Linked DNA regions of Mus musculus: regions 2, 3 and 4 are each linked to region 1. Evidence: chromatin contacts called from public promoter capture Hi-C data. All regions are on one chromosome and are shown on one strand. Each heading gives the region's core, a stretch centred on a gene start, on an enhancer-like site or on the middle of the called end of the contact. The rest is flanking DNA. Distances are from core to core; before and after follow the strand shown.

The links. Promoter capture Hi-C pulls out the DNA fragments that hold promoters and counts their contacts.
Region 2: a contact with region 1 is called in a promoter capture Hi-C map of liver, with 5 times the contacts expected there. The contact joins the promoter of C9orf72 here to the promoter of Mdn1 in region 1. A contact is called at or near these places in 1 of 39 promoter capture datasets (liver) and 1 of 9 other capture datasets (adipose tissue).
Region 3: a promoter capture Hi-C map of liver shows a contact between it and region 1, with 3 times the contacts expected there. The contact joins the promoter of Smim8 here to the promoter of Mdn1 in region 1. A contact is called at or near these places in 2 of 39 promoter capture datasets (both in liver) and 1 of 484 Hi-C or Micro-C datasets (CD4 T cells).
Region 4: a contact with region 1 is called in a promoter capture Hi-C map of liver, with 6 times the contacts expected there. The contact joins the promoter of Slc35a1 here to the promoter of Mdn1 in region 1. A contact is called at or near these places in 4 of 39 promoter capture datasets (the HPC-7 cell line, hippocampal neurons and liver).

The regions. Positions count from the first base shown.
Region 1 is chr4:32,654,743-32,661,152 of GRCm38.p6, forward strand. It overlaps Mdn1 (midasin AAA ATPase 1), which reads left to right and starts at 2,377. Exons shown (of 102, transcript NM_001081392.1): 1 at 2,377-2,610. The coding sequence starts at 2,509.
Region 2 is chr4:35,223,575-35,229,984 of GRCm38.p6, forward strand. C9orf72 (C9orf72, member of C9orf72-SMCR8 complex) reads right to left here and starts at 2,262. Exons shown (of 11, transcript NM_001081343.2): 1 at 2,214-2,262.
Region 3 is chr4:34,775,453-34,781,862 of GRCm38.p6, forward strand. Smim8 (small integral membrane protein 8) reads right to left here and starts at 2,914. Exons shown (of 3, transcript NM_001330757.1): 1 at 2,827-2,914.
Region 4 is chr4:34,684,381-34,690,790 of GRCm38.p6, forward strand. It overlaps Slc35a1 (solute carrier family 35 (CMP-sialic acid transporter), member 1), which reads right to left and starts at 3,058. Exons shown (of 8, transcript NM_011895.3): 1 at 2,864-3,058. The coding sequence starts at 2,879. It overlaps Cfap206 (cilia and flagella associated protein 206), which reads right to left. Exons shown (of 13, transcript NM_001347062.1): 13 at 4,194-4,634. The coding sequence ends at 4,404.

The DNA of each region.
Region 1 (6,410 bases), core at 1,127-3,626:
AAAGCATGGCTACTTGTGACTGCCTATAATTGCAGTTCCAGGGGATCCAGGCCCCTTCCTGGCATCTATGGGCTTCTGCATGGTTGTGCACCTAAAAAATGCAGGTCCACACATACACCTTGTGATGGACACTTTCAATCCTAACATTTGAGAGGCAGAGGCAATCTAAATGTGGGCCTAGTCTCTTGTATATATCAGGTTCCAGGACAACCATGGATATATAGTGAGATCCTGTCTCAAAAGAAAAAGAGAGACAGAGAAAGAATAGAGGGACTCCAGACATGACTCAGTAGTTAAGAACTTGGATCCTCTGATTGTTAAATGCTCTTAACAACTAATGCATTTCCCACCCTCCCCCCAATGAATCTTTTTAAAAAGAAAGTAAAATTAAAGAATGAGTAAGCTGAAAAATCAGGTCAAGAAACTCCCAAAAGGAACCCAAAAGGAAAGCATATTTAAGAAATATAGAGGACAGAAATAGATGTCGGGCAGTGGTGGCACATGCCTTTAATCTCAGCACTTGGGAGGCAGAGGCAGGTGGATTTCTGGGTTCAAGGCCAGCCTGGTCTACAGAGTGAGTTCCAGGACAGTTAGGGCTACGTAGAGAAACCCTGTCTCCCTCCCACAAAAAAAAAAAAAAAAAAAAAAAAAAAAAAGAAAAGAAAAGAAAAGAAAGAAAGAAAGTAAAGGAAAGAAATGTGCTGATACTGAAATAATAGACAAAAAAGTTTAAATAGAAATAAACCCACATGGTACCAAATGAGAGACTACATCTAGATATGTGCTGATATCTAAAGACAGTAAGAAAACATCTTAAAAGTTTGTAAAGTACTAGAATAACTTTTTGAACCAAATTTTCCTTGATACAAAGTATTAAAATACAATTGCCTTTCTAAAGTGAAATCATAGGTATGCAGCTGTAGTCATTAAGTAAACTAAGATAAACGCTATACAATAAAGAGAAACGTCAATGGTGCAAGTGTACGAGTGTACACTCCTGAATCCCCTGTTTCATCGAGCATCAAAAACCATCAATCTTAGTTCTTTTCTCTTCTTTTCTGTTTTTTTGAGATAGGGTTTCTCTGTGTAACCCCGGCTGTCCTGGAACTCACTCTGTAGACCAGACTGGTCTTGAACTCAGAAATCTGCCTGCCTCTGCCTTCCAAGTGCTGGGATTAAAGGCATACACCACTGGCCGGCTAGTCCTTTTCTTGTACTTTATTCTGTATCCATATCCTCTGCATCTGATTGGATCCCTGGATTTTATTTCATTTTTGGTGTGACACTTTCCACAATATACCAATCTGCTGCTGCTCTGGGGGTTGAATGCCTTTCTGGGTGTTCATTGTTAGTGCCTCCACAGCTGGAAGAAGCTTCCTTTCTCTGCACTTAGAGTAAACTTTTATCCAAGTTCTTTGGGTGGGTTTCAGAGATTGAAATCAGTTTGCCAGACTTAGGGGAAAGCATCTTTTAACTGCTGAGTCATCTAGTCAGTTCTCACCACCAAAAAGCAAAGCAGCCAGGTGTTAAAGTCACGCCTTCAATCCCAGCCCTGGGGAGGCAGAGGCAGGCGGATCTCTGAGGTCAGAGGCCTGCCCTGTCTACAGAGCAAGTTCCAGGACAGCCAGGGTTACAAAGAAATCCTATCTCAAAAAAACAAAACAAAACAAAAACTGGTGTGTGTGTTGTGTGCCACATGTATGTATGTATGTATGCCACAGAGGCCAGAAGAGGGCGTTTTATCTCATAGAGATGGAGTTACAAATGGTTGTAAGCTGCACTATGCTGGTAATGGGCTTCTTTATTGTCAATCCCTCTCAATATATTTTGTTTGACATCATTATAGGTTTAACTTGTTCGTGACCTTCATCTTAACAATTCTAACTTTGTGCACTCCGCAGCCTTTCTGGAATCATTATTACTACGGGGAGTATGCGCGAAGTGTGTGAAGGCCCACACGTGCCATGGTGTAAAATAGAGGTCACAAATCAAACTCTGGGCATCAGGCTTGCATTACAAGAGCTTTTAGCCGACTAAGGCATCTCACTAACTCCTACTCTTTTTTTAATTAAGCAATTATTTCCAGGATTTGTAAGAATACTTCAGGGCCATTTTTCTCAAAAGGTCACTCTTTTTATGGGCAACAATCTTGGACAGCGAATCCGCTTATCTTTCACACAGGACCTGTGTTGATACAGAGTAAGTCACTGTGCGCTTAGGTCGCACGCGCCGGCAGCTCCTCGTTTGGCGACGCGAATTTCACTCTCAGAAGGATCAGTCAACCGGCTAACCTCAAAAGCTACTTCCGCTTCCCTTCCTACTAGCAGTGGCGCGGCAGTGACGCATTTCCGCCCACGGGGGCGTGGCAGTAGTCGCGCCGCCGCGGGTTGATGACGCAACGTGAATTCCTTCACCACGTGTGTGTCTGCTTGCCGGCTTTCGGGGGTCTTCTTGCCGTCGTGGGTTTTCGGCCGTCACCCCGCGGCCCCGTGGCCGCGGCCGGAGACTATGGAGCACCTCTCTGTGGAGCTGGTATCCGGGCCGCTGCGGCTAATCGCCGCCAAGAACGAGAAGAGCAGCGGCGAGCTGAACAGGTTCCTGGCCAAGTCGGTGAGCGTGGGCGAAGGGAGGCGGGCCCGGGTCGCGGAGCGCCGAGTCCCGGGAAAGGGCCTTTGTTTTTCGGGGTCAGCTTCCATTTCCTCGCCCCCTGCCCGGCGCTCAGGCCCTGGTGGAGTTCATGCCCTTCAGGAATCGGCGCGGTTGGTTTTTCTGCGAGGCTGCTTCTGTCCGCCTCCCCACCCCCCAGACACGTGCTTTTCCTTCCCTTTCCCCACCCCTCGGATGCTTTTAAGGATGCTTTTCTTTACTTTGACCCTTTGGCCCACTGACGAACATCCATAGTATTTTTTCTGGGCGTCTCAATACACCACTGAGGAGACGCAAAAATCTTGTCTCTACACCCGGGGAGTTCGCGTCTTCTTCGGTGACCGTTCATAACAAACAGCTGAAGGTTTTAACAAGACAGTTAAATTGGGAGATGAAAGACTTTTTAAATTTTATTTTTTTTATTTTTATTTTTTTTACCAAATGAGTCATGTGTTTTCAAGAGCTTTGCCGTATTGGCTTTTGCCTGAGTTGAGCATCCTTACTAGACAAGTTTTCACTTTGCGTTTTAATTTCTTTCTAAGTTTCCTTACCTGCTCTGTCTGTAAGCTTGAGTCAAGAGAGACGTGATTTTAATTTTGTAAAACTCTCAGCCAAGAGTGCATAAAGTACATACACACTCCATTGTTTTAGCAGTCAACAGCAGTGTAGCCCATCCAGTGGTTCGCAACCTGTGGGTCGCCTAAGACCAGCATATTTACATTACGATTCATAACAGTAGCAAAATTACAGTTATGAGTTAGCAACGAAAATAATTTTATGATTTGGGGTTACCACAAAATGAGGAACTGTATTGAAGGATTGTAGCATTAGGAAGGTTGAAAGTCACTGTTGTAGATGAATGAACCTGAGCCATTTGCAGCATTGTAGAATTCGCCAGAGAAAATTCTGAGAGTTTTTCCCGAGGTGTTGAACCTACTTTCTGTCACTGAATTACACCCTTAGCCAAAAGGCATCTTGTTTGTTTTTTCCTTTTGAGATAACATCTCTATTATGTAGCTCTGTATGTCTCCGAGTTCACTGTGTAGACCAGGTTGGCCTCTACATAGACTGCTAGGATTCAAGGCAGGTGTCAAGACCAGCTTGGCTCAAAAGGCTTTTCTGATACTAAATTGAATGTGAAAAACCAAACCTAGTGGGATACATCTCCTGGATGTCTGTCCTGTGTGGCTCCCTTATCAAAATTGCTGTAGGTGGACTCAGCATGAATAGGCACTCTAGAGAGAAAATGGTTTTTTTGTTTGTTTTGGTTTTGGTTTTAAGAGACAGGGTTTCTCTGTGTAGCCCTGGCTGCCCTGGAACTCACTCTGTAGACCAGGCTGGCCTCGAACTCAGAAATCTGCCTGCCTCTGCCTCCTAAGTGCTGGGATTAAAGGTGTGCACCACCACCGCCCAGCAAAACTTTACTTTTTGAGACAAGATTACCCGTAGTCCAACCTGGCCTCCAATTTGCTGTATATCTAAGGATGACCTTGAGTTCCTCATTATTCTGCATCTGTTTTCCAAGCACTGATTTCGGGCTGTTACCATGGGCTTAGTTTCAAAATCTATATGCGTTGTCACTGCAACTGTGATGCCTCCTCTACTTTGACTATTGTCTACATTTACATTCATAGAGAGGAGGGTGTTTACAATAATACCAAGCATAGATAGCTACAGGGACATAACATAACTGGAGATTTGTGTACATAGAGGACAGAAGAGGGCGTCTGATTCTCTAGAGCCCTAGTACAGGTCTCGGAGCTCTGCCGCCTCTTCCTCCTTGCAGCAGGACCAACTCCCAGCCAGTTACCTAACTTTATCTCTGTTTCTTTCCTTTTTTTTTTTTTTTAGAGACGGTTTCTCTGTGTAGCTCTGGCTATCCTGGAACTCACTCTGTAGACCAGGCTGGCCCCGAACTCAGAAATCCACCTGCCTCTGCCTCCCAAGTGCTGGGATTAAAGGTGTACGCCACCACGCCTGGCTGTTTCTTGATTAAATACATATAATGGCTTTAAAATAGAATTGTTGTGGATAGCGGGGTTTCTAGGCTGATGATGTGGGTCAGTGAGGGAGTCTCTGCCTAGCATGCTTTAGGGTTGACCCCCTGGTGCTGTCACAGCAAAACAGTACAACTTCCAGCAGTATCACCTCGGGCCTGTGCTCTGCAGTGGGAGGTTTAGGCTCTTCTACTAACTTGTCAGCCGCAGCTTTGATAAATCTTAGTAATTCTGCTAGTTGAAAAAAAAAAAAAAAACAAATAAAAGGAGATGACTCCTAAAGTATGGAGAAGATTTTTATTACACAGCTATAAGGGGAAAGTAGGGGAAGAGTCCAGGCTGAACATGGCTGGAAAGGGGAGGGTGGCGGAGAGCAACAGAGGAGATGCTGATTAAGAGAGGCACCCTGAGTTAGGTGGCCAGAGACTGGGAACCAGGCTGGGGGAAGAGAAGCCCAGCTTAATAGGAGGGAGGGGTTTTTAGGGTAGGGATGGGGTGAGGGCTGCTGGAGGTGTGTGGGGGGGAGCCACAGCTTGCTCACTTGTGTACTGAATGAGACATGTCTTAGCTTTGAGACCTACTAGTCATTATAGCAAAGGAACTGAATTGGTTGCTTTGTGTTTTAGTGTGCTTTTCTCTTTTTCAAGACACGAGTTTGTGTAGTCCAGGCTCTCCTTAAACTCAGAGATTCACCTGCCTCTGCCTCCAGTGCTGGGATTACAGAGCCACTACATTCAACTGGTTGCTAAGCTTGATAAAAGGAGTGCCTGAACCACCCTAAAAATGTCTTTTCTGGTTGATTATTTACTTTTACATTTAACGTGTGCAGACAGCTCGTAGGATGTCCTCTCCGTTTACCACATGGATACTGGCAGTCGCCTTCACCTGCTGAGCCATCTCACTGGCCCAGTATTTGGTAGTTTCATCAGTGTCTTGAGCTTCCCTCAGACTAGTATGCATGTTAACCACCTAAATAAAACCCACTCAAGCTTTGTGAACGTAGATACCTGTGAGGCTTCTCCAGCAGCTCTCATTTTGCAAAGAGGCAGAATTTCCCAAGAATGCAATTGCCTGGGTGGTCTGGTAGACTTGGATTTCCGGGGCAAATCCTTGAACATTCCCTGCTTCGTTGTTGTTCTGACAGCCAGGACATGGGCTTGCAAGCTGGGGCCACAAAAAGAGAAAGTCAGTTACATAATTAATTGTCCTGTGTAACTGCTGCCTCTGCATTTTCACACTACTTATATGTGTTGGTGAGTGAACCCCTCAGGGCTTCATGGATGCAAAATAAGTAACCAAGCTGGTCCCCAGCCCTAAGTTTCATTGTTGTTTTGGGGCTTAACTATATTGTCCATTCTGTTCTAGAGCTCCTGAGCTCAGCTACCCCCCTGCCTCAGCCTTGTGAGCAGCAGGAACCGTAGGCAGGTGCTGTTGACTAGCTTTCTCCAGCTGTGGCGATTACAGGCATGTGCCACTATGCTTGCCCTCATTACTGTAATTTCATTAAGTAGTTTTATTTATGGCAGGGAATTGAGGAAACTTAGGACAGTGCCAGTTTAGTAGTTGAATGTGTCTGCCAAGGCTGGGGATATAGCTCAGTAGTATAGGAACTTTGATTCATAGCACTGCAAAACAACAACCTGTATCTACCAAAAATAGGAAAAATCTTGGCCCCTAATATTTGCTGTCATTTGGAAATAGGGCCTTTGAGAACATAAGAAAATTATCTTAGTTTCTTTTTGTTGTTATTGCTGCTGTGATAAAATG
Region 2 (6,410 bases), core at 1,012-3,511, 2.6 Mb after region 1:
CTTTCCAGGCTGCTTTGAGGAAGTTCATTTGCCTACTGCTACTGTGATCAAGAATTATACCATAAGGCTTCCACTTGTGGGAAGAGGGGCAGGACAGCCATCAACCAGCCCTCTCAGCCAAACAGGAACTAACCAAGACCACTGTAAAGACAGTGGACTACTTGCCAGACCAGCCTTTGTCATTCTCTACAAATGTTCAATTTCAGCCAAAACTCACATGCATACTCATGACACCAGGACTGTGCCATCTTGCCTAGATCCAAGTTTCTCAGGCCGGCTAACCTAACACTTGGACAGTATTCACTCAACATGGGGGTCTAGGGCAGGCTCAAAAGATAGACGTTTTATCCATTCAGTCATTTTCTAAAAGCAAACATTGGATGGCCAACATAGCCAAACAGAGTATTTTACCAACTTTTAAAGTTATATTTACATTTGTCTCCCAGAAATTTAAATGCTTGTTGAATGTCCAGTCTGCAGCGCAGGCTGTAACCCCTCTTATTTTTTGTGTTCTATGAAATAAGAACACCGTCACCTTTAGTTTCGAAGTTTCCAACTGACTCTGGGGTTTCCCACAGTGCCAATGGTCACTGAGGTGCTAGTCAGCAGTGACTCAGACAGAAAACCCCTGTTCCTCCTGATCCACAGATTATTTTAACTTTCAGTGCCTGTAGCAAGCTTTCATTCAAAAAGAGTAAAAGAAAAACTACTTGTAGGTTTTTTACGTGACATAGGTTTTTACTGTGGAGGATGATGAAATACCTGCTTTCTGCTCCTAGGTTATGATTCACCCTTTTGTCTAGCATATTCATGCTCTCCACACTGTCTGCCACTACTTCTCCATCCTCTTGGTTATCAGATCTGGTGTCTGCCAAGGTACCAAGGTGCCTGCGTTCAGGTGAATCTTGTTTTGCTTAACAGGGGTGAAGTACAGTAAGTTACTTTGAAACACAAAGCGATCACATTCACAGGACTTTTACAGAGCAGCTGCAATGGCTCGACTTTATTATCAGTTATTTGTAATCTCTTATTGTGCCTACTTTCTAAACTTTAACATCTGTGTATGAAATGTAATGAAGGGAAAACACCTATATCCACACGATGGGTGTATGTAGGCGTTTCCTGAGATTTCAGGCTATACTGGGGGCCTCCTGGAATGTCCTCTTTAACTGAGGGGACGCTTACTATATTTCAAATATTCTGATTCCATATTATTAACATAATCTCAATCTCTTTCCTCCTCCTCTTCCTCCTTCTTCCTTCCTTTCTCTCTCTCTCTCTCTCTCTCTCTCCCCCCCCCCTCTCTCTCTCATATTTTAAGTTTTCCAAGTGGACTAACGATTCTATCTTAAAGTATTTTCCAGTCCCTTTTGGGCCCTTAATATAAAGTAAAAGTACTACTGAGACAGACTGTGTACCCGTTTTTCTCAACTGGTGACGAACGGGAACAGTGTAACAAGAAATTTATCCATCTGCCGGGACAAAACTCTACAAGAGCCTAATAGTCCCCACACCAGAAAGCGCAACCAATCCCTCCCAGGCAAATGCACTCCTGGCCAGACAGACCCTGTGTGGACAGACTTAATCAGTGCACTTCTCTCTCTGCAACTGATTACCATCAGTCAAGTGATGCCCAAGTCACAATGGTCACTTCCTTTAATAAGTCTGTACAACCGCGGAGCTGTGAGGCAACCAGGTCACGTCCCACAGAACTGGGGAACAACCTGGTAAGAGTAGCAGCCCATGTAAGTGGGCATCCGCACTCCTTGCAAACTTCTGCGAAATCCTGCCTGCGTGTTGTTCTGTCCGTCCTTACTCCATCCCACCGGCGCTTTCTCCTCCCGGGCGGGGACCCTCGGGAGACCTGACTGGGTCGCAGGACCCACCAGCTGTCGCCGGGCCAGGCCCCTGGGGCCCAGGCTTGTGGCGGTGGGGGCCGCGCTCGCCGTACTCCCGGAGGGTTCCCTCAAGGGCCCGGGAGACGCTCCGGGTCGGGATCGGGGAGCGCGGGCGGACAGCAAAGATGAGGCCCATCCCCATCCCCTCCGCACCGCCGCGGCCCCCGCAACTCCTGCAAGGCCAAGGGCTCTTTCGCCCGGGGGACAGGGAGGAGTTCACCTCGAAGGAGAAAAAAACCCCGCTGGTACCCGGAGCCGGCCGGCCCGCGAGCCGACCGTGGCAGCAGCCCCCCTCCGCCCGCGCGTCTCACTCACCCACTCGCCGCTGCTGCGCCTTCACCGCCGGCGCAGGGACCGCAACCGCAGCCCGCTCCGGGCCCCGCCCCGGGACCGCCCCGCCCCGGACACGCCCCCAGGCCCGCCCAGTCGCAGTCCCGCCCCCAGTCCACAGCAGACCCAGAATCTGCAGGGCTCCCCGGTGCGGATCTCTGCAGTCTTGTTTCCTTCTTTTGTCCTTGGTCACCGTTGTGGAGTTAAGTTGCGAGCTGAGGCAACCAAAACGCACCTCCCTCGCACACCCTCCCTGGACTGTCTAGACACCACTTTCCACCTAGAAGGAAAGGGCAATTGGGATGGCTGTCACTACAAACGCCATCTTTCACGTGGGCGGAACTCGTCTCTGCTTGACGCGCCGCGGTTCCCTCGTGGGACTCCGTAAGTTCCGGGTTGGCGCTTTCACTTTGCTTTGCCAGCCTTGAGATGCCAGTGGCAGCTGGCCAGGCGGAGGCTGTCATGGGCTTTGTAGCTTTTCTTCCAAGAGCCGCTCAGGAAAAGCATGGGCAGAGCTGAGCTCAACCTAGATAGATAGTGTCACCTGCGTTATCTATCTAGGTTACGAAGCGTAGTTTGTGGTTGTAAGTAGTTTTGCTTTGTTTTGTTTGGGAGTTGGCAGGTAGTGGGTGCTCAACAAATATTTAGTGAGTGAGTGGATTTCCTTTGGTCCCTATGACACGGTTAAATGCCGTAAGTCTGCGTGCACACTGTACGTGTTCACTCCGCAACAAGCACAATGATTCCCCCACCCTCTGTGCGTAGTCACCGTGTTTTCTTCTAAACGTCATTTTTGCCAAATAGCACAGTGCACTTTGTTTTTTAACCTTTGGGAAAAGAACACCATGACGTCTGATTTATTGATTGATTGATTGGTTTGTAACTGTATTGTGGCTTTTCACTACAGATGAGTAGTGTTTATTATTTTCCAGCAACTTTTCATCATTTATAGGGAAAAGAAAGGCATTAATAACAGAATACCTATCAATACCACCTTCGGTAAAAATAGAACTCTCACCAGGTATTGTATGCTTTTTTTTTTTTTTTTTTTTTTTTTTTTTTTTTTTTTTACCTAGCAGTTGTCATTCTATCAAGTTCTTACAGTGTTTTGTACCGTGGTCTTCAGATGTATATCTCATAAATGAAGTATACATCTGAGAGTTAAAAATACATCCAGACACACAGAAATAGCATAGGACCATGTTTGGAAGGCTAGGGTTAAGAGTGCGATGCTGTAGTCAAAGTGGGTGAGTTTGCAGGTAAGGAAGGCAGCTGAGTGAGGCCAGTCAGCTAATCCACAACACGAGGAATAGACGTTTATACTATATCCCACACTGAAAAGCTGAAAAGTTCCCAGGTGGGTGTTAGGTACTAACACACATACACGCGCATGCATGCACACTTAAGATAATTTGCTTGTCTGTAGTAAGCCAGAGCTATCAATGTAATTGATTGGGTCAGTTTTCTGTGATTCCAGAGCCCACTAGGAATAGAAGGTATTTGTTTGGTGTCCTCTTGAAGTAAGCCCTTCTTTAAAACCTGTCTGTGAGTCAAACTAACATAACATTACACTTCAGAATAAGACTGGAACTTTGAAGGAATATACCTTCTTAGTGTTTTTTTTTTCCTTCAAAATTTTACCTAGAGACAAAAACAGTGTCCCTCAAATAACTTATTTTGTGTAATATCAGTCCTAGAATAAATGTTTTATTTAAAAAAAATAATCAAACCAAGAAAGGACTAGGGATGTAGCTTCGTGGGTAGAGGGCTTGCCTAGCATGTGTGACTCCCTGGGTTTGGTCCCTACCATATTCCTCTCTTTTTCTCTCTTTGGAGAAAAAAATGAAACATCACGATCTAAAATATTGTATGACCACAGGAAATGAAATAAACCATGATACAACTTATATTTTGTGATCAATGAGTGGAGACCTTTTTCTTCACATCAGATGGAACAATTACTTAGGCATAGGTAAAGTAGCCTATATATTTTAATTGGATTGTAGCTAACTTTTATTAATCAGGAAGAAAATAATAAGTAGGTATGCTGGTTCATAATTGTTGTATTGCCTGAAAGGTGTAAGGTAGAATACATCTTTCCTCCAGAGAACCAAAGAGAAAATGATGCTAACTGTATGTAGAAATATGATTCATGATATTGGTGTGATAGATTTTTAACCCTGTCCTCTCAAACTTTACAAATAATCTACCTCAAATAACTCCAGGCTCTAAGTGAAAATATGCTGGCTATAGAACTATATCTCCAGGGCTGAAAGTGGAGGGCATTTGGCAGAGGGCTTGCCTACCACGTACTGGTTTACTCCCCAATACTAAACGAACTGACGAGATGGCAAACACCTATAATCTGAGACAGGAGGATTAGAAGTTCAAGATTATCCTAGGCTACACTACATGCTGAAGGCTATCAAGGGGGCGGGGGGATCCCATTAAAAGAAAGAAAGAAAGAAAGAAAGAAAGAAAGAAAGAAAGAAAGAAAGAAAGAAAGAAAGAAAAGAAAAAGAAAGGGAGTATCTCTCCAAACAGGAACTGAGAACTCTATCCCCTATTTCCAACCAGAACAACACCTTTAAAGACCCGATATAGAAAAATGTCAGCTATCATGTTTCACTAATGTTCAGTCATGCAGACACTCCTCGATAAGGGGGATTTCTAAAGCAAAATAAGAGGTTGGGCTCTGTAACCACAACAGATATTAAGTATCGTCTCTGCTTTAGGTTAACCACGGAACTGGACAGTTCTTCACTCCTTGGTGACTCAGTGTCCACAGTGCTAGCTTTCTGTGGGGGCTTAAAGGAGGGAATGGAGAGAGTGGCCAGTGTGACCCTAGGTAAGACTGTGTATCCATGACAAGGGCATTTTGTTCCCCTTGTGTGTGGATGGCAGAACACCCACAGAAAGCAATGGCTGCAGCCCTTCTAATAGGAGTGGAAGTGACTCCCATAGGTACATTGCACTCCTCTGATAGTCCCTTCCTCTGGGGCTTCCTTGCTTGACCCCACAGGAAGCTGGTCAGTGCAGTCTTTTAGCAGGACACTGTTGCTCAGCAGGAAAATAGCACGCCTAGTAATCTGTCACCTGGTTGCTGTAAGGTTTATGTGCAATCAGGCGAGCTAGAAAATTAGATCAGTACATTCTAGAAGTGATGGTTTTACTTTCATTTTTTTTTTTGGTAACTACTCAGATATAATAAATACAGTAATGAATGACTTACAACCCTCTTACACTCTACACGTATTTATAACTCCAATAAATATGTCAGAACACGGAGAACCTTCTTGCTTCATCAAAAATGCCAGTTGTCAGGAAGGCTTTTCTCCATTTTCTCTGCTAATATGTTTCAGAAGTGTGATGTGCATTGCTGCAGGGCTGGAACCAAGGGCTTGTTGATTAGCTCCTACTTACCAAGATTACAGGAAATTAGTTGTGACTGAGACTGGCATGTGAACAATTTCATGACAGACATGGATGAAGAATATTGCTATATAAACCACGGACCATTTCATTTCTCTTAGGAAATGTAATTTCATGTGGTTGCTTCCTTATTCACTGAAGACTTAATAAATATGTATTTTATGATATACTGCCTTCATTTGAAATACGAATAGAATCTTAGTGTGTGGAGCCAGTAGGATGAAATGATATAGAAAACCCTTGAGTTTCTGTCTGGAGCCAACACTTTATAATCCTAACAGCACATGATACTGCTTCAGTACTGCAAAAAAAAAAAGTCATTAGGGCACAATACACATTTCTTTTCTGCTTGTCTTTGGACTCGTGATTTTATGAACAATGTCCTTAGTGAGTGAGAGGAATGTCATCTTTGACCAGTTGTTCTTGTGCATTGCTGCTGTGCACCTTACCTTTATATGTAACTATTTCTAAGGACAGAAGCCTGGGCTGGAGACTTGGCTCAGCTGTTAAAGGACACAACCAAAACAACCAACCAATCAACCAACCAAACAAACAAAAAACCCAAAAAACCCACAAAACAAAAAAACAAAAAAACCCAAAAGCAAACACAAACACAAACAAACAAACAAACAAAAAACCAAATAGAGTCTCAGGGGGAGGAATGCACCTCATAAAACATAGGAAATCAAAAGCATCATCTTAAATCTTAGATGTTAATGTGCAATCATAAAGAGAATATGAAATTGTGTT
Region 3 (6,410 bases), core at 1,664-4,163, 2.1 Mb after region 1:
CTGACACTACCACTTGAATGAAATGATACCTTCAGGTGAGCTTCCATTTGAACATCCTAAATATTCCCTTCGCTCTCTTCAGCTTCTGCCCTTTTGTTGTTGCCATCTGTCACTGAGGTAGCTTGCTCTTATTCATTTGCATACAGTTAGCCAACCTCTAGTTGTACCTTTCTTGTGTTAAAGGCTACACACTACAGTGGGGATGATGGGACACTGTCTTTGCACTACTCTTAAATAATTTGGTGATTAACCCATGTGCATCTGTTTGCAAAATATTTTTTTAAGATTTATTTATTTTATGTATATGAGTACACTGTAGCTGTACAGATGGTTGTGAGCCATCATATGGTTGCTGAGAATTGAACTCAGGATCCCTGCTGGCTCCAACCCTGCTCGCTCTGGCCTCAAGATTTATTTTATTATTATATGTAAGTACACTGTAGCTGTCTTCAGACCAGAAGAGGGCATCAGACCTCATTCCGGATGGTTGTGAGCCACCATCTGGTTGCTGGCATTTGAACTCAGGACCTCTGGAAGAGCAGTCAGTACTCTTAACCGCTGAGCTATCTCTCCCTGTCAGCTGTACGATCTGTCCAAGCGCCTGTATTTCTGTCTTCCTTTCCCATCACACTTCTTTCTTATCTACTAATGATCAAGAACATGAGCGGGCATGCCACGAACAGAATTTCTCATACTTGTTTAAAATGATAAGCTACACTTATGTCATATGTTGCTCTATAATAGGATGTTTTTTATTTTGCTCTGCCTTTCTTCCTTGTGCGGGGAAAGGGTATACCTCAAGACAAAAGAGCAGGTCTATGAAATCATGACACAATATAGAAGTCCAAACAAAGTCAGGGCTAGCCATCTTTTAATGTGTGTATGTGTTTCCTCCTCTACTGTACCAAAATTAATATTTAGAGGGATGATCCACAATATATTTGAGAAGCAACACTTGAAAACTTACTAGTTAGGCTAAAGAGACAGCCTAGCAGTTAAAAATACTTGTTTCCCTTGTAGAAGACTAGGGACAGTTCCCAGAGCCCACATGGTGGCTACAACTGCCTGCAATTCTAGTTCCAGGGGTCCAATGCTCTCTCCTGGCCTCCATGGGTACCAGACACGCACATGGTGCATATATATACACACACAGACAAATACTTATTCACACAAAATAAGCACCAGACCCCACTCCTCCCTGAGGAACTATTAGCAGTTAACTAGTGAGAACGTGCCATCTCCCTCAGTGGTATACCCATTGATAAACTGTTCTTGCTCTGGTAGATAACTTTATGCACACAGGGAGGTTAGGGGGGAGGGAGGAAAGAGGGGCCTGTTGGGAAGAAGAGGTTGGACTGGTGGACTCGTGGGCAATGAGGGAGAAAACACTGAAGCTCATTATATAAACACTTGATAACTGTCAGACGATATATTGTTACTAATTAGCAGTGCTGAGGGCCTGCATCAATCCCCAGCATCATATAAAACCCAGGCTGTGGTATGTCCATAAAACTCCCAGTGCTGGGGTGGGGGAGGCAGGCTCATCTCTGGGGCTCTCTGACCAGTCAGCCCTTTGGGATCAGTAAGTCCCAGGTCCCAGTGAGAAACTCTGTCTCAGAAAACAAGGTACGTGGCCCTTGAGGAACATCATCAGGCTGACCTCTGGCTTCTACACACATACTGCACATGTGTGCATGTGAACGAATGAACTATCCGTGTCTGTACACACCAAATTCACTAGAACAAGATTGGCATAGCTACCTATATTATATTGTATGGGGAAGTATGAAGATATAAACAATGAGAACTGGTTTAGGAAAAGCACTCTATTTTCAAATATATAGAGAACTGCCTCAAATGGACCAAACATTCAACGATAGTATAGATACTCTTGTTATTATGTTTCACATACTATACTCTTTTAGTGCTTAAGAAAGTAAAAGTCCGGAGTAGGACACCTTCAATAGTTTAGATTAATATGAGAAACTTTGAGAAAGAATCAGGGCTTTATAGCTTGAGGGAACTAAGTAAGCTTAATCTCAACTCTGGTGCTTCTAAAGGAATTTTTTTTTTTTTTTTTGAGTAAGTGACAACTCTGATTCCACCTTAATAAAAGGAATGATATTATACACTGCAATATTACAGATGTGTATTTAACATTGTTAACATTCTTAAAAGGAAAGATGTTAACAAAATAGCGGTCATCCTACAGATAGTGTGCAACCTTCCTACCTTCGATGCCTTTTCACTACTAGGGTAGGATAATCCAATTCTTCCCATTGTAGTGGACTCCTATTCCATCAGCATCTTTTTCCAAAACTGATTTTTGAGGAAAGTGTTTTGCATTTATAAAGTACTACCAGACGCAGGACCCTAAGATAAGCCCAGCACTAGAGAGGCAGAGGCAGGCGGATCTCTCTGAGCTCCAGGCCAGCTTTGTCTACAGAACGAGTTCCAAGACAGCCAGCCCCCTGTCTCACAGTGGGGAAATGAGATCGCTTAGATTTTAAAAAATAAACTCTATCGTTTTTACTGTAAAATATAACTTTAAAGTGAAAAAAGAAAAACACCACACACAAAACCCACTTTCCACCTCGTAATTTACCCCACTCATGGATTGGGGAAAGAGTGTCACTGTGGCAAGGACCTGAAGGCTGTAAAGCTTTTCAGACCGCGGTCAGATACCCAGGCTCCTACGGAGCTCAGTATAAATCTTCATAAACAAGTGTGAAAACTTGTGTGGTCGGCGGGCAGGCTTCCCGGCAACCTACCCTAGCATCTTCTGCAAACCACAACCCTCCCCTTCGAGGGCTGGCGGAGCCTGACCTTGGGCAATTGGGAAGCCGGGGAAGCTTCAGCTCGGACGCCGCCAGGCTCAGAGACTTCCGGCGTCCCGTGCGAACGCCCGCTGCTGGACTTTCCTTCCGGTTCGCCCGGTGCGCGCCCAACCAGTGCGCGTTCCCGCCGGGGCTCTAAGAGCCGCACCACAGCGCCATCTATGCTCCGGAGGCCGTAGAGCAGGGGTCCGGGCCGAGCCCTGGCATTGGAACTGCAGGAGCCCTTGGCTTTGGAACCCAGATGAGCAGTCTGGTTTGATTTCTTGGGGCCTTTGACTTTCAGCCTCTCACATTCAAATAAGCTTTCGTTTCGTGGGTTTCATGTATATTTATATAAAGAGATATCCAGAATTGGAAATGGGACCTAATGGCACTTAATGGAAATGGAAAGATTCAGGCTAGAATCCAGCTGCCTCCAAGAGAAGGAAGTGCAGTATCGCCAAAAAGGAGTCTGGGGCTTTATAGGGTGCTTTTAGTTGAGCAGTGGTGTGGCAGAAGAGCTTTAAGAGAAAAGGGACTGGAATTAGAAGTTTTACATGTGGTGGTGAAGGGTTCGAGTCTTTAGAACCGGGACTGTGGTCAGTCTAGCCGTTCTGAGACAGGGATCATCTACCATCACTTGTGTAAAAAAAAAAAAAAAAAAACACATTCAAATTGATCAGAGATTACTAATCAGAGTTTCCCAAATTAGATCTCCAGGGGTTAAAGAGACTTCTCACGGGATCTCTGATAGCACTGACGATTTTGTTTTTCACATAGATATTAATAGTTCGCTTATATTTAATTTCAAAAATCATACATTATCAGTATTTTCTCAAACACGGGTTTTTTTTTTTTAAGTAATATAAGTCCTAGCCTTATTTTACGAGGACATCAAGCCAAAGTATATGATATAATTAATGGATTATCAGTTGACAAATGTGAACATTGTTTGTGGTAATTTTCAAAACCAATCCTACTCTCTCTTTTCTATGGCCTCCCATCCTGACTCCTGAGTTGTCCTGTGAAGGCTAAAGGTATATTTTAAGTTTAAATTATTGTGTGCTTTAGGCATAAAACAGAAATGTCTCTAAACTGTAAGCCCCTCTTGGCAAGAACAGATAGCTTCTTGGAATGCTGGGAGCTGTTGCTCCTGTAAGACAACAAGCCACTTGTTTTCACTTCTGTAAACAAGGCTGGTTGTCTCAGCTGCACAGGATGTGCACACATAGGTGGGAGGTGTAGGCAGGAAATATGTCAGGATGTATACTTGCCCCTGATTACATAAAAGTGGGATGTATATAGCCTTGTCAGTTTTGATTGTATACGCTTCTGACTAATGTAATTTGTTACTCTGGGATTCCTGGATATGGCCTTGGGCAGTGTCCCTTGTCCTGGCCAGTATTTAATAAAGCCTGCTTAGCTCAAAAATTGTGATAGTAGTCTTATTCTTGCCTTGTGGGATTAACAGTCCTTGTGATTTATTTCGGGTAGTATCATATATATATATATATATATGTTGTTTATATATGTCTATGCGTGAGTTTTCTATCTGATGCCTTTGGAGGCAGAAGAGGGCATGGAATTCCTGAACTAGAGTTAAAGACAATTGTGAACCTGCCCAGGGCCAGCCCTGGAAGATCTTCTTTCATGTTCTGGCTCTCCTTGAGCATTAGCAGTGATAAGATTTGGTCTTAGAAGGCACTTAGGGTTACTATATAATAATAATACGTTTTCCTATCTCAATTATAAGTCACTGTGCTTCAGTAGCTAACCTGCCTTCTGAGATCTTCTGAGGTGAGCAACTGTTTTGCACCTCATCCTAAAACAGGAGGAGATTAAGTAAAGTGGCCTTTGTTCTATCTCCAGCAGGAACTGCACAGCTTTAACTTTCATCCTGCTAGTTGAAGTCACAGGAAGAAAAAAGGGACACTTTGGAAAGTGATTTGAGCATTTATTTCTAAGTTGTAAAAAGTTTCCGATGAAAGCTTTCTGAGAAAAAGGGGGAAACAGGCTTGTAAAAAGGGGGGTAGGTGGGTAAGGGATCTAGGAAAAAGGCAGGATGTAAAAAAGTGGGACAAAGAGAATTGCTAAGAGAAGTGAGACAAGGAGAACTGCTCCCTTCTCTTTATCCTCAGCACTTATTTACATCTTTCAGAATACATGATCCCATGGTAAAAAGTTCAGCACAAGTTTACACAAAATTCAAACCATAAATCGAATAAGTTTACAACAGAGAATGTTTACATGCATATCCATTAGTAGTAATTATCTGGCTAAACATTCGTCACCTGCCACAGCTACACAGGTTCATGGAGAGTTAAAAACCATAACTTAAGTTATTAGTGAAGCTTTGTATAGATAAACTCAGTCAATATTTCATTTTCTGTTCTAGCACTTATAACAAATTGTCAATTCTCTTTATATGACCTTTGGTTAATGGTTTTACAGTCTTTTAAAAATAACTGAGAATTCCAACTTTTTTTTTTATTTTATTTTTTTTTTAAAGATTTATTTATTTATTATATGTAAGTACACTGTAGCTGTCTTCAGACACACCAGAAGAGGGCGTCAGATCTCGTTACGGATGGTTGTGAGCCACCATGTGGTTGCTGGGATTTGAACTCCAGACCTTTGGAAGAGCAGTCGGGTGCTCTTACCCACTGAGCCATCTCACCAGCCCGAGAATTCCAACTTTTAACACTATAAAAGCTTTCAGTAAAACAGATCAAGCAACAGTTTCTCATGGCTGGGGTTAAATAAGAAAGATCTAATCACAAATCTTTATGATGTGTGATCATTGAAAGAAATACAAAATATGAACTGTTTTTATCAAATACTATAAAACTTGTGTTTAGGACTCAGGACAAAGAAGTAAAATCTTTTATCTCCCCCAACCTTTTAAGACTTTTATGCAAATGTTTTGAGACTTCTTTATTTCCCATGTGCCAATTCTTTTCAGACTACACAGTTGAAAGAGATTATGAGGTTGGACCCCATTAGTTGGGGAAAGACTCACCTGGGTTCTGATAAAAAGCAAGTGCACCTCTCCTCTCAATGAAGAATAAAGTTTGCCTGGTCCAGGCACTTCAGTTGCAGTGGTGATTTCTGGAACCTGAAACATACTTCTAACATCATTGCAAAGACGGTTGACTGGGCAGTTTTATTGTAATGCGATGGCATTTGTTCTGAGAAGGTATTTCCTGAGACTCGAAAAAAGAACAGGAGCTTTTGGGAAGATTAGAATCTCCATTTACTTGCTTTAAACTCTATCATTTTAGGGCGTTAAACAAGAAACTGAGCCGCTGAGCCACACAATGTTTGATGAAGTATAACAGCATTCTGAAAAGTGTTCAATGATGCCTCTAAAAAAGAAACACCCACCCACCACCAGCCACAAACCCTCTGGAAAGTCTCAAGTTCAAACACATCACCTTCGCCCTTGATCTTCTGCACCCCATCTCCCCCACCTCTTCTCCTCTTCCTCCTTTCATTTGAAAACTTGGACGCTTCCCTTAAGTAACATGGATGTTGGACTAAGACAGACAGTGTTAAAGGCAAGGCTATTTATAGAGTAAATGTTTTTACTCACAG
Region 4 (6,410 bases), core at 1,808-4,307, 2.0 Mb after region 1:
ACTTAGAAACTCCTCTATAAAACTTGAAATGCAGGATATAGCAGTCATCACTCAGGGGCCAAAGACAGTCAGTCCAACACCTTTGGTAAATTTACAAGCACTGGGGAGTCCGGTTTCCCCTTTCTTGCTTCCTGCTCTGAAACTGCCAACACCCAAGGCTCGAACTTTTTCTCTTTTCTTTCCATGACAAAATTTAGAGTATTGTGTTAGACTTATATGAGAAAACCAATTCCCACAATTTCTTTTTTATTAATTATAATTGAATCTAATCCTTGTCATTGAGATCTACTGAGAATGGATTTACATTGGATCTGCTAGGTGTTCACAGTTAGTGTTTTGTCATCAGATTAGTAACAAGTGTCCCCTGGGAACACTGGTCTTAGTTCACGGGTTACACATAATCCTAAGGATGCCAAGAGACTCCTCCGGGATGCTAGTTATTAACTGACGTCTTATGTGCTAAACGTGCTTTTGTTCACTCCTTTGGAAGCCTAATCATAGGTAATTATACCTAATCATAGGTAAATAAAATAGGTGTTTCAAACAGATACTTTAAAATATGATTACACAAGAAGCTAGGGAAGCAGTGTCTCCATATAAGTGTTTCCTCCTTGGTGAATTAAAGCAGGATTTGTAAGTTGTAAGCAAGTTCTTAAACCAAAGAAGTAGTACAACAGAGAAGAAGAAATACGCCATATAACTATTTATCTTTCCTTCCTAAATGGTCCAATCTGCCAGACCAGCAATGCTTATGTAAAGGGCACTGAGGGAAGTACTATAATACTTCCATTGTTCTAAAACTTTCTTATGAAAGAGTTTATGACTCCAGAAATATGGAGCAGTAACATTTAATCCGTCAGTACAAGAACTACACCATCCATAGTTTTATATGATGGTTCAGAATAATGGAAAAATGTGTAAGTCCTATCTCAAGACACATGGAAATAATAGTAAGTTAAAATTTTGGCGTCCATAAAGTGTAATTAGGAGACAGCTATGCTCATCTGCCTTAATTATCTTGCCTATAGTTGTAGGGTTCAGCAGCTATGGCGGAGACTAACAGCTCTCTACAGAAAGACTGCCTGCCATCCATGACCTGAAATTATCAATATTCTCATAACTAAGAAGTGAAAACTCAAATCACTTTTTTTTTGGGGGGGGGGGCTGTGTTAAAGGTCCCTGGTTCAAAAAAAGCAAGATAATTTAAATACTAAAGATGTTTAACTCCAGAAAACATACTTTTTTTTTTTTCCTTTCCTTGAGACAGGGTCTCTCTATGTAGCTCTGGCTGGCCTGGTACTTGCTATGTAGAGCAAGCTGACCTTGATACAGTTCTGCATGCCTCTGCCTCCTAAGTGCTGGGATTAATAGGCATAAGCCATATCATGGTGTTTTGTTTTGTTTTGTTTAAGACACCCATAATGAAAAGGTCTGCAAATGTAATTCTTGAAAATAATTACTAATCAAAGTAGAAAAGTCTAAGTTTGGATACTATAAAACATAGATGACTTTGGTCTGTAATACCACTTTAGAAGCACATTTCAACTTTTAAAACCAATCCTTGTAACCATGATTTCCACTTACATTTCAGTTTACCATAAGATCAAAACATTTCTTCTACAATTCTTCATTTTCCAGGATGAAACTTCATTGATTAGGAATGTCAACGTTCCCAGGTAATATAAATATTCATGGTACGCAGCTACTTTAAACTATCCTAAGAATTCAAATCATATCACGCCATTAACTAGAAACCTGGCCCACTGATCATCCAGCACCCCCTTTGTGGAGAATCTGTTACCTTCCACGGCATTTGTTTCTGGGTGGAGAATATCCCCCAGAAGAGTCAGTCTGGAGTTATCCTTTTGTTTTCCAGTTACATTTTAGGGGGACTATTACTGTCATACCTGAAAGCTTGGACATAGCAGGAAGTAGCAGGTGAGTAATCGTTAAGATGACTCTATGTAAGGAGGTATAGAAACTGTATTTCATTAGGATAAAAAAGTGCAACACACCCAAATGTAACAACGTATGTGCTGGCAAGAAGTCTAAATCTGTAAACAACCCTTGCGGGTACCGATCTGCCTGCTGCATCTTTTAAGTGTTCATTTGTCAATCGCCCTACTTTTCCTATTACCCTCTTCCCGGATGCTACAGGACTTATCTGATATGGGACAATCCACCACCACAGAAAACTTACATGGCGCCTGATGTTAAATGTCAAATCCCCTCCCCCAAAGATAAATAATTTCACATCCACGCAAAAGGATATTCTTTAAATGCTTGTCCAACATTTATTTAGACTTAAAGCCAGTGCTCATTGGGGAAATGGTGAAAAAACAAAAACAAACAAACAAAATTAAAAAAAAAAAAAAAAGCGACGTTGTCGCCAGGCATGAGGGCACAGACCACTAATCCCAGCGCTTGTAAAACTGAGGCAGGAAAATCTCCCCGAGTTTGAAGCCAACGTGGGCTATAGAATGAGACCATGTAGTGTTGGTTCCTGCTTTAAAAATAAATAAATACAAAATCGTCACCGCCTTTTGGCCTGTCCTAGCCACAGTGCTATAGAATAAAACCTCAGCCTTGGGGCCAGCTTACGTAAAACCTGAAAGGACAGCCACCACAGCCCTGGCCAGACGGCTCGCCATCGGGAGGAGCAGCGCGCGCCCTCAAGCCCAGGGCTCCGAACCACAGCCTCGCTCCAGGCAGGGACCTGGCCGGCGCCCGGGCGGCTCACTGCACCGGTGTGCGGGTGCAGCCCGCTGCCGCTCCCTGCAGGGAGGGCTCGGCCCCCAGAGCCGGCCCGGCCAGCACACCCCGGGCCGCCGTTCCCTAGCGACCGCCCGCAGCCCGGCCTCACCTCTCGCCGGAGCCATGGTGCCGAGAGAGTCTGCGGAACTGACGCCCCTGCGGCCATAGAGACGCACCGGCCTAGAGAGCCCGCCGCACCACACGCGCGAGGAGGAAGCGGGGGCTACGGCGGAAGCCGCGCGGCGTGCGGAGCGACAAGTCTGGGAGACTCGGTCCTGCGGGGGCTCGGAAAACCGCAGCTTCCGGTCGACCGAGGGGGGGCGGAGTCAAGGTGGCCGAGCGTTTCCTTCTAGAGACCAGCCCCTCCGAGAGGATGGGCCCCGCAAGAAGGATTCTGAAATGCTCTCGATTATTCCTTTGTGTGAAGACCGTTAGAGAGGCTCCGAGAACTCGGACTTTTATAACTTTCAACTCCATCACGGCCTTCCATGGTTACCTCTTGGATAAATTTAGTATATATTACATACTGCTCGGAAGTACTGTGTCTGTCTTCATCATCCTTACTGTCACTGTCTAGCTTAACTTGGTAACTTCAGGCAGCAAAAAGACCTCAGAAAAATTAGATTGTATTAACAGGCACTTCAACCGCTCTAATGGTTACTGTGACTAGAGGATGTTATTAGAAAATAACCCCGGGTGGAACAACATTATGAACTAACCAGTACCCCGGAGCTCTTGACTCTAGCTGCATATGTATCAAAAGATGGCCTAATCGGCCATCACTGGAAAGAGAGGCCCATTGGACACGTAAACTTTATATGCCCCAGTACAGGGGAACGCCAGGGCCAAAAAGGGGGAGTGGGTGGGTAGGGGAGTGGGGGTGGGTGGGTATGGGGGACTTTTGGTATAGCATTGGAAATGTAAATGAGCTAAATACCTAATAAAAAATGGAAAAGGAAAAAAAAAAAACTATACCTCTAAAAAGTTGGAATTCTCAGGACCTGAAAACCCAACTGCTTATGAGCCAAATAAGGCCGCAGAGTGGGAAGTGGGAAGCGCTTAAGCCACAGCGGGCTCTGAGGCAGACAACAGAGCATAAAAGGATCAAGCTGGAATGCCAGCCAGTCTTATCAGACATTCTGATTTTTTTCAATGAGCCCAAAATTCAAATATAAATATCAATTCTCTGGCTTTTAAAAGGCAGCATATGAATGTAGGCTTCACTTGTTCCAGATAGCAAGGCTCATGATATAGAAATCTGTTATCACTAAATAGCAATGAAGCAGAGCGTTGTGTTTCAGAGTGTCAGGGCTTAACATTTTGTAGGGTTTTAGAAGCAGCCTCTATTCCAGTGATAAGCATACTACTATCTAGCTGGCATTGCAATGTCAATCTTAATGCTGTAAACTTTGTCTAAAATATAAAACAAATACGCGGACAGAGTTTTACTTGTCAATTTTAATAAAACGAAAAATGTACTACAGAAACTGCTTTTAGATTTGCATAACAGTCAGGCAGGATACGGTGCCCTAGTGCACAGTCACACAACCAGTGACTGTGCCAGCCCCGCAAATGAGCTTTATACACGCACAGCACTTTAAACCCTCCATCCGTGCCACTAAGGAGCAGCTTCCTGTAAACGTCCATCTCTAGGTTTCGTCCACCGCTCTGGTTAAGTTCACCTTCACCCCATAGGTTGTTTTGCTTTGTCCCCCACGAAGGCCAGCTATGAAAATCTGGGGCCTGGGCACTCGGCTGCTGCCTTCTCTCTTGGACTGGGTGCTAGCCTCTTTCAAAGGGTACACCTGTGAGGTGTTATCTCTTCTCATGTGGCTAAGGTCAGTCTGGACGGAGTGAGTAATTTTCTGGCGCAAATTAGCCTAGGTAGAAAGAGAACATAGGGAATAATGTTTCTCTAAAAAAATGTAAAAAATCAGGCATTTAGTTAATGTTTGCCTATTAACTTTCCATTTCACAAATAAATAATGCATTTTTCTATGATGGTGAGGATGGATGATGACAGGGAGGCTGAGGGTGGGGAGGAGGGTGGGGAGGAGGGGGAGGAGGAGGATGTGTATGGTATGATTGCAGGCATGTGCATGCCGTGGTGTGAATGTGGAAGAGAGAGGAAAACCCCTGGTATTAATTCTCTCCTTTTATGGCAGGTTCTGGGGAGTGAACTTATCAGCTTGCATGGCAAAAATTAATCAAGAACAGAATAAACTTAAGAATCCTTTACAAAGTGGGAAAACCTGTGACATGCTGAGACTGAGCTGAAGAGAAATGCACACGACTGGGTTGCGACGGTCCAATATGAGAAAGTGACGATTTATAGTGGGTTTTTAGAATGAGCGTCACACTATGCTGACAATATGAAAATCTGTTTCCAGCTTACTCGTTTTTCATCTTGCTTACTTCTGTTCATGGATAACTGGAAAACATGAGACTAGACAGATTGCACAGGCTAGTAACCATGGAGGATGGGGACTAGATGCCATAACTCCGTGGTCTCAAGGCGACTACCTCGTGGAAAGCCCTAAATTCATCCTCAGCCCCACAAAGAAAGCAGAGGAGATAAGAAATAATAACAATTTGGAAAGGGTAAGAAAAGCATAAAGTGAAGGAGAGCAGACCTAAGTAATTCAGAATTTGAACCATCATAGATCCAAATCTCTACATTCATAAGACTATGTCATTTCATTATTTTTGATAGAATAATTTTATTATTCCAAGAGACTTGTTACGTAAACAAATATTTTTGTGCTGGGATTAGAACTTGGGGTCTCACACATGCTATATGTAAGTGCTCTGCCACTGGCTCGTAGCCCTCAACAAGACCCAACAAGTTATCAGATTGTCCCCTATAAGATGCAATGAAGGACGCGCTCCCTTGGGAAGCTTCACTGCGCAGTGAGAGCAGTAAGATTCTGTGTGTCCGAGCCGTTGCCTTCACACCTTGCTGTCCCCACCACGCCTGGCGCTTTTCTGCCCAGTCTTATTTAAATACCCATCTTCTTTCTGTTCAACCCACCAAGATTAAAAGACCTGCTTTAACACACTTCAAGTTCTTAAAAAAAATTCTAAATACTATTCCCCCTCTGAGTGAAAGCCAAAGGTTGGTTGAGGTGGAGTTCTCCATGTGTATCTTTGCTACTGCATAAGCCAGGCCACCTTCCGGGAAGTCTCATGGCTCCACCTCCCATCTCCTGTGGGCACCCGGGGATGGCAGCGTTGTGTGCCATTGAGGCCAGCCTTTACGTTTTCACGTAGGCTTGTGGATCCCAAACTCTGATCTTTGGGCTTTTGGAGCAAGAGTCTTCCCTACTACGAAAGCCTTCCCCTAAGTACATTTTAAGTCTGCAAGCTTTCTGTCTTTATTGGGCGATCTTTTACTTCACATTTTACTTCACCATTTCAGGAGAATGGTGGATAAAACACATTACGGTTTCAGGCATAAGTGATTTTATCGCATAGAAACCATATGCCCTCCCTCCTTTGAGTTTGTTGGGTATTCTGTGACTGCTATGAAAAGAGTAACTCATTAGGTAACTTATCTATCCCCTACCTTGTGATTCAGCAAGAAACCCATGGTACAGTAAATGATACTAATGCAATACACATTTGTTGTCTTAAATAAGATATTTTTAAAGGAGGCA